2 separate regions of the Danio rerio genome follow, and region 2 is linked to region 1. Evidence: chromatin contacts called from public Hi-C data. All regions are on one chromosome and are shown on one strand. Each heading gives the region's core, a stretch centred on a gene start, on an enhancer-like site or on the middle of the called end of the contact. The rest is flanking DNA. Distances are from core to core; before and after follow the strand shown.

Region 1 (4,745 bases), core at 759-3,258:
TGGCCATCAGCACAGCAGCAGCTCTGTATGGGTGTTCTGGGTGTTCTGGGTGAGGCTGTGTTTGCTGACGGACCGGCCTGGAAAAGCTGACTTCCTCTGCCAGCGTGAGACTTCCTGCAGGTGTTCAAACACTCGCTGCATGATCTGAACACACCTCAACACACACGGACACCTTCAGAGGTAAAGCCGCACGTTCAGCTCCCTGCCGTTAATCTGCCGCATGTTTACACCTCGCCATCAACCTGATCTGGGAACAGCTCCTTGTAGACGTTCATGAGCAGGACTCTTACAGTTCAACCCTTGTGTGCTGTTGGGGTGTTTTCATTAACTCGGGGGGGATTTTGAGGCTTGAATTGGGCCAAATGGAATGATCTATAGAAGCAAATCTCATTTAGACGCATATTATGGGGAAATGCTTTGGATTTGTCCAAATCTCAGCAGTACACACTGTTCAGAGTGACTCTTCTTTGGTGATGTTGGTAAAACTGCAAACAATCGTAGCTCCAGAGACGTATTTGGCGCTCTCCATTAATGTATACAGGGCTACATAATTGGAATGAGCCTGGGTTGAAAACATTTCATTCTCTTCAGCCTCAGTGTCCCTCCTCCTCCTCCTCCTCCTCCAGAACTTCATCCCTCCTTCTGAAGATGTGAGGATGTGTCTCTCTGAGAGATAGAGTTGGTCTTCATGTCTCTTCTGTACCTGCTTCATGTGTCCCGCTGTTGCCATACTGATCAGTCTCCTTGGTTATCGATGTGGTTAATTCAGTGCATGTTTGAGTTGCTGGTTTCGTGTGTTTGCTGTCCAGCACGGTCTGAATGTCAGTGTTATGTGCTTCTGTTAGTTACTCTGCATTGTCCCACAGCACAGGCATTCATTAAAGAGCAGTTGTTCAGTATTCTCCTGTTGTGTGCTTTAAATACAAAAGTCTGCTGTTTGTTGTCGACCGAACTAAAACACATGTAAGGAATTACATCACTATTTTATCAGTAGTTTTTTTTGTACTGGGAAACACCCATACACACTCATTCACACATATACTTAAGAATGAAATATACCTCTTTAAACACTGCACACTTAATCAAAACTGCTTCCAGATCATTTTAAATGTGCATTATTATAATTCACCTGCAGTGAAGACCTCACACTTCATCTATAGCGGTGGTCATATGATGACTGGATTGACTGTTCTTAAATCCTGCATGGTTGTTTATAGTTTTCCTGTGTTTATCCTCTGTTGTCAATGGCAGAGCAGCATTGAAGTGTGGTCAGTAAGTATCTGCAGATCTCTGATGGTGCTGTAGGCCAGGGGTGCTCTACCTGCTCATGCAGATCTACATTCCTGGAGAGTTCAGCTGCTACCTTGATCAATCACACCTGAACTGATAATCAGGACCTGAGCAGCACTTGATGATGACAGGCAGGTGTGTTTGATTTGGGCTGCATCTGAAAGCTGCAGGACGGCACATCTCCAGGATCAGGCTTGGTCACCGCTGCTTTAGGCATGCATCTGCTGCTTGTAAACAAGAGGTGAGTGCTGGATTAATCCTGTGTTGGGTCTGTCTGCTGAAATGACACATGCTTACATCACCGCTCTGCTTTCAGACGTGTGTGTGTGTGGAGGAGGATTCGCTCCATCAACAACTCATCCTCTCTGTCCCCAAGCTGGAGTTACGGCTCACACAGACATTCAGCATCAGGCAGAATAAAGCCCAGTACTCCTGAATCACTAACGGTTTTGCAGAATGCAACTAACAGACTATAGCCTTTACAATTCTGTCATTTAAAGCTTACAACACACACACACACACACACACACACACACACACACACACACACACACACACACACACACAGGCTGGGTCTGAAGTGATGGGGGGTTGATTGGATTTGTCAGTCAGATGTGGGTCTCGTCAGACTCCTGCATGCTGTGGTGTTTTTGTGTCTGGTGTTTTCAGACAAAGCGTCCAGACGAGACTCTGTGTTCTCCTACAGGCGGACGATGCTGCCCTCATGCTGGAGTCGCTGGAACTGCATCCAGTATAGCTCTGCAGCTCCGACACAGACACACCACTGACCCTGCTTCCTGCATTTGTGAATAAGACAAAGGAAAACACTCCGCTCAGCCCGTCTGAAGCATCAGAAACCCTCTCTGAGACTGCGCAAGTGTGTTTCCGTGTGTTTTACTCTTGATTTAGTCCATTTTAGTCTCATGTCTAGTTCAGCTTCTGTATGTCTACTGGAGCCAAACACACACACACACACACACACACACACACACACACACACACAGAGGCTGCGCGCCGGCACTTTCAGCACAGATCCGCCTCAGTCTGCGCTGGAGATCCGCTCTTCTCCACTCATGAGCTCATCCTCTGTGATCGCGAGCGATGGACCGCATCCTTCTGGAGGGATTTTAATCTGATGATGCTGATTTGGGTCGCTTCGGGACGTTGCGGTCATGGACAGGGAGACACATACATGTAGATCAGAACTTGCTCTGGACGTTCGTCTGTTCTGATGTGATCAACATTTGAAGATGTGTCTGAGCTGCGCAGTGAGGTTTTCAGGATGAGCATGCGGATGAATCGCAGAGAAAAGCGGAGGAAAGAGTGCAGATGCATTCCTCCCATCACTACACCGGCTTTCCACAACTTCTGTGCATCAGCGTTCAGATCTGTGTCCACATCTCTGCTGTTTGCACCAGGCGGTGTGTGACAGATGTGCAACATTAATGGAAAATAAGCTAGTCTTTCCAGGACATCTTAAAAACCAGTCGACAAGAAGACAAGCGGAAGTTCTGATGATCAGAGCAAACACACTGTCCTGCGGAGCACTGCTGCTTATTTGCATAGTTTTAATTAAAGGACTGGTGTGAACCTGCTAACATGCAGTTGTGGTCAGGATATCTGTGCTGAACAGCTTCTGTCTGATACTGCAGGTCGGATGTGAATTTTAGGATGTGCACATTACTGACGGCTTATATGACTTCAGCTGAACAACACTGTCAACACAGAGTCTGAGCTTATTCTCTGTGATTTGATAAATAATCTAAATAATATACAACCAACTTTAAAATACATTTATTTCATGTCATTTCCCAGTACTGGGTTGCATCCGCTGTTTAAAACACTTGCTGGAATAGTTGGCAGTTCATTCCGCTGTGGCGAGCACTGATAAATAAGGGACTAAGGTGAAGGAAGATGAATGAATTTGATGTCAGCTTTTACACAGTAGCGTTAATGTGCAAGATGCAGTCTGTTTCTGTAGTCCACACAGTAGATGTCTGACCCATAACCCTTCAGTAAGTCTGTATGTCCTCGAAGGGGGCAGCATAAACACGAGGCAGCGAGAGCCGTGATTCAAAAAGTCTACCATGACCCAAACATTAGTCTATAAGCCCCACATCATGCACACGTCAGTCTCGAATCTCCGCCATAACCCAGGAACAATCATGGAGTAAACGCCTGCCATTGTCAATGCAGAGCAGGATGATTAGGAGAGCACACACACACACACACACACACCTGTCCAGCGGTGTACCCAATCCACCTGAATACATCCGCGCAACTATCACAGCACACATGTAGAGGGAGCACAGATCCCTCCAATCAGGGTCTGAGTAGTTCTAGGAGAATACAGGCAGCCTCTGAGTGAGCTGAGGGAGGATCACGTGAGGAGTGTGTGCTCCTATTGGCTGTGGCTCATGATGCTCTTCATTTGCATAAAGTTGAAGAATTCTTAACTTTGTGGCATCGCTCGACACGCCCACCTGCTTACCAACGGTCACTGGAGCTCACCGGAAGTCTCCCACTCTCTGTTGAAATGAACAGCCGCTTGCTGCTTTGCTGCTCGTAGTGTGAGTGATGCTGAAGATGTGTGGGGCAGCCGTGGCCTGATGTTAGCAAGCTGGATTTGAGATTGGAACTTCACAGGTTCGATTCCCAGCGTTGGATCAGTGTTGTTCTGAGTGAATAACCCAACCCAAGCTCATTCTGGAAACGTAGCCCCGCGGACGTTTCTGGAGACCGCGATTTACGTGGTCGGAGGTACGTAAGGCCGCGTTTAGTTTTTTTCAAGCGAACGCTGCGGGGCGGTGTGGCGCCGCTCCTCCCCTTCTCTTCGAGCTCGCCGGCCAACGGCTCGCCTCCGAGTGCAGGGCTTTCCCGATGCAACCAGTTTGTCCGCTTAGCTCACAGCGTTGTGCGGCGGAGCGGAGGTCCCGGAGGAGGAGGAGGAGGAGCCGGCCGCGGTGGATCGAGTCCGGGGAACAGCAGGTTCCGGAAATCAGGTAAGACGAAAAACGAAATCCGAAAAATAAGGGCGAGAACGCAACGGGATCCGAAAACGCGGTTGAAATCGAAGACGAGGGCTTTTGCTTTTTTTTTTTTTTTCCTGGACGGCTTTTGCAAACCGTCGCTTGGGTTTAGGAAAGGAGGAGGAAGAGAAGGAGGAGGGCGGCCGAGTCGGCCGATCTGGCGGCTTTACGCGCGAGAACGGCGCGCGCTCCGGAGAGGCGCCCGAGACGTGAAAAAACGTGCACAGTGGCCTCTCGTGGATCCGCGAAAACAAAAAACGCTGAATATGTACCTCCCGGGACGTAAATCGCGGCCAGCAGAAACGTCCGTGGGGCTACGTTTCCACAATGAGCCCGGGTTGGAATAACCAGCGCTCTCACCACCTCAATACCACGGCTGAGGTGAATTGGAGCAGGACACCAATGCCCCAACTACTCCACAAGCTC
Region 2 (4,745 bases), core at 883-3,382, 100 kb after region 1:
TCCCAGCATAGTTAGGCTGGTCAAGCTGGTTTAAGTTGGTCATCTCTCTCTCATTCTGTCTCCACTGCAGCAGGACTTTCAGTATAGACCCGCAACTATAGAACCAGCCATAATACTTCAACATTATTTAAACAGTGTGCTCAATATGCTGAAAGAGAGCATAGCAGAGTAAATGTGTGTGTGTGTGTGTGTGTGTGTGTGTGTTTTACAAGGAGCAGCAGATTGTAAAGTCGTTGCTATAGAAGCTCCATGATAAAAACATTACTGCCGTCTCCAGGCTCCGAATCACAGGCGCCGCAGGGACACACACACACACACACACACTCCAGCAGAGGATAGGTGATGAGTAGAGAAAGCTTCAGCCAGGTGTTGTGCTGGATGTGAGGAATGTGTGTGTGCGTGTGTGTGTGTGTGTGTGTGTGTGTGTGTGTGTGTGTGTGTGTGTATGAGCGCAGGGTTATTGATTCCTCATTATGAGGATGGCTGCAGGCCTAAAGCTCACTGTAAACCAGCAGAGGACGTAAATAATTCAGCTCAGAGTAACGGTGTGTGTGAAACAGCGGCATTAAGTAGACGAGGAGCACATGAATCAGGCCGCTGTGTGGTTTACACTCTTAATTACAGCGTATTGATGAAGAGCCAGCGTCATTTTCAGTGTAGACTCGACACTTCTCATCTGAGGAGTCATTCATCTGATGATTCACTGAGACAACAACAGGATCGGTCCTCTTACACACTCACTATAACAGAGACAGAAGAATGAACAGCTGACACCACCCAGAACAACACCACACCACTGGGCCAAGAGATTATATTACTTTAGATGTGTTACCATAGCAACTGTAGAATCACCACAACAGATCAATTACTCTTGTTGTTGTTACCATAGCAACTATGGATTTACCACAACACACCAATTACTATAGTAGTTGTGTTACCATAACAGCTGTAGTATTACCACAACAGACCAATCAGTATAGTTATTGTTACCATAGAAACTGTAGAATCAACACAGATCAAATACTGTGGTTGTTACCATAGTAACTGTATATTCACCACAATAGATCAGTTATTATAGTTGCTGTTACCATGCCAACTGTAGAATAACACAACAGATCAATCACTGTAGTTATTGTTACCATAGCAACTGTGGAATCACAAAAACATTAATTACTGTAGTTGTTGTGTTACCATAGCAACTATAGATTCACCACAACAGATCAATTATAATTGTTATTACCATAGCAACATTAGAATCACCACAACAATCAATCACTATAATTGTTGTTACCATGGCAACTGTAGAAACCCCACAGCAGATTAATCGCTTTAGTTAATTTCTTAGTCAATATTTCACGATAGAATAGGTCAAAATCACTGCAGTATTACTTGAGGAATACAAAGGTGCAGGATATATCAGATATGCAGTAAATGCACACACAATGTTCAAACGTAAACTACAGCAAATTGTATTTGAAAAGTGTGTACCTTTAGAGACTGATTACTGGATAATACTGATACTGATAATATATTAAAATATACTGAACATATTGTCCAAACACATGCACTATAGAGGAATTGATTAACTAAATTGAAAAAAGTGTGTGTGTGTGTGCGTGTGTGTGTTTCCCAGTACTGGGCTGCAGCTGGAAGGACATCTGCTGCGTAAAAAAAGCTTATGCTGGAATAGTTGTCGGTTCATTCTGCTGTGGTGACCTCTGATGAATAAATGGACTAAGCAGATGGAAAATGAATAAATGAATATCTTCATGCTGCATGTATAATACATGTACACTGTATGCTGTATGTTAAGCACCAAAAGCTTAAAAAGTCTGAAAAGCCTAAATCAAATATTTAAATGTGTTTTTGCCATAAATTTGAATACAACCCAAACCCTAACACACTGCGATCATTTACACAAGAGATTAAACAATGCCCTCTCAAATATAGAGACAAAAAGAAAAAATCCTGAAGCATTAAATTTCACGGAAGGGCGAATAATTGTGACCTCGGCTGTATTTCATAATACAGGAAAGAAAAAAGAGAGCAAAGCATCTCTCTGTCCTCCAGGTGACTCACAGAAGCGCTGAGCTGCGCATGCGCACTGCATCATCCAGCGCATCGGCGGCTGAGCGGAGCGAGGAACAGCAGCAGCTCCGACCGGTTATGACAGGTATTCGCTTTTATTCACTCATTACAGTTATCAAAACTCTGATCAGTCGACACCTTTCACTCTCCACACTTACACACACACCGTCGGGGAGGATGTGTGTGTCCGGTTTGTGCGTTAGAGTCTGACAGCTCGATCAATCTGCTGATGTGTCGATGACAGATGTGTGGAGAATGAGCATTTCTGCCGGTAAAGTGCAGCTTTCTGCATCTGAAAACACCATCGGACTGTTGTTATTAGACGATCAGATGATGATGATGATGGTGATGATGATGGTGGTGTGTGTGTGGGTACAGAGTGTCTCTGAACAGCAGAGGACATGCACGATCAGGAGCAGCTCTGGCGTCATTTCTGATGACGAGACGGACACTGACGGAGCATTCAGCATCTCTCTCTCTCAGATATCTGCATTTACAGAAGGATTTCATTTCTGAAGATGCACATATCATCTATAGAGGCGATCAGATTTACACTGAAGATTACCTCGAGACATTAAGACGTTCGTGGAGACTAAAGAGAGATTAGCATTAGTGTTTAGGAGCAAATCCCATTCATCTCCCTTACAGTGGAGCTGATGCTTAATTGGTGTATGAGCATAGATAATTAGCTAATATATCAGAACACGTGTGTAGAATCACCACAACAGATCAATCACTGTGTTAATGTGTTACCATAGCAACTGTAGAATCACCACAACAGATCAATCACTGTTGTTAATGTTACCATAGCAACTGTAGAATAACCACAACAGATCAATCACTGTTGTTAATGTGTTACCATAGCAACTGTAGAATCACCACAGGAGATCAGTTACTGTAGTTCTTGTGTTTCCATAGCAACTGTGGAATCACCATTCATTCATTTTCTTGTCGGCTTAGTCCCTTTATTAATCCGGGGTCGCCACAGTGGAATGAACCGCCAACTTATCCAGCAATTTTTTACACAGCGGATGCCTTTCAAGCTGCAACCCATCTCTGGGAAACATCTACACACACATTTACACACACACACTCATACACTACAGACAATTTAGCCTAACCAATTCCCCTATAGCGCATGTGTTTGGACTGTGGGGGAAACCGGAGCACCCGGAGAAAACCCACGCGAACACAGGGAGAACATGCAAACTCCACACAGAAATGCCAACTAAGCTGAGGCTCGAACCAGCGACCTTCTTGCTGTGAGGCGACAGCACTACCTACTGCGCCACTGCCTCGCCCAAAATATTATTATTATTATTATATTATTATTATTATTATTATCCCATAATATTACTGAAATAAATCTGAAGAGTGAAGAATAATCCTACACTTACACATATTTAATTCTGCAGGTGCGTTCTGTCTTTGTGTAATTATGACTGATAAACTGAGTTTTTAATCCCCGTGGGTAAACGCCTCTGTAAACTAATTAATGATTGAGCATGTTAAGGCTCACACACACACACACACACACACACACATGATGATCACTGTGTGTGAATATCGCTGACGTTTAATGTGTCGTGACTGAATAAAGGGCGCTAAAGCGAGTGTGCACATCAACACACACATATTAATGTGTTTATTTTAAAATGCTAGGCTCATGTCTTTAGTTTGGCGTTCACACCGGTGGTGCGTTTCCTCTGGGTAAAGTGTGAAGTTATACACTGCAGTACTTTGCAGCCATTTTGGCTCCATTTCACACCAGACTGACTGCTCTGAACTCAAAACAGTTGGAAGTAACCAGAAAGCGTCACATGACCACATCCAGATGGCCTGAGAGCTGAATATTCAGAGCTGCGTGTTGATTGGTCAGAATAAACGAGTGGGAGCCTGACGTGCACAACACAGCGAAGTAAACCGAGCAGAGGATCGATTAGCAGCAGTGGAGCTCCTCACACGCTGGTGCCAGCATTGCAGTAGTGTTTAATGTTATGGCAGCTGGCCTAGTCCAACAACAGCTTTGGTCATCTTCATGTTCTGACCACAAACAAACTGATCGCTCCAGAGCTGCTCTGAAAGCGGAGCGCTCCACCTCTGCCTGCAGCTCTCGCTGTGCTTGATTAGTCTACTTCAGGTGAGCAGGAGAGTACATCTGCCTCTTTAACCCTTCCCAAATCAACCGCACCAAAAAGGCAGAGGATCTGAAATGAGGCGGGTGTGAAGCACCCTGTGTACTGCAGCATCTCTGTTCTTCATTCAGCGCCACCTAGTGTCAGGGAGTGAGTTTGCACATCCGCATACGGCATACCTGTCATAGTGTTGATAAGCATGAGCCACACATGTCTGGGTGTGTATGAGGCTTCAGTGTATGCCGCTCTGCAGTGGTGTGTGTATGAGGAACGCGTCCTCATTTTCTGAGCAGTGTGTGTGTGTGTGTGTGTGTGTGTGTGTGTGAGTGTCAGAGCTCAGACTGACTCATTTCAGCAGATTCACAGCCGGCCCTGATTTAATTACTGCGCTCTGCAGGAAACGGCAGCAGCCTCATTTCCCCTGCGCTCACACACACACACACACACACACACACACACACACACTGCTGTTTATAATGCTGATGACTGAACCCAGCCGCACACACACTGACGGACAGAGAT

Evidence for each region. Hi-C and Micro-C count contacts between places; a contact is called where the count stands out from the background.
Region 2: a Hi-C map of embryo shows a contact between it and region 1, with 2.0 times the contacts expected there. The contact joins the promoter of nrsn1 here to the enhancer-like site in region 1. A contact is called at or near these places in 2 of 18 Hi-C or Micro-C datasets (caudal fin and embryo).

Annotation. Positions count from the first base shown.
Region 1 is chr16:148,558-153,302 of GRCz12tu, forward strand. No RefSeq gene overlaps it. Among named protein-coding and RNA genes, the nearest start is that of si:ch211-201o1.1, 24 kb to the right of the region's middle. Within about 2 kb of position 2,009, at least 17 of the 62 cell types and tissues checked have an H3K27ac peak or open chromatin away from gene starts, as enhancers often do.
Region 2 is chr16:248,591-253,335 of GRCz12tu, forward strand. It overlaps nrsn1 (neurensin 1), which reads left to right and starts at 2,133. Exons shown (of 3, transcript NM_199959.1): 1 at 2,133-2,173.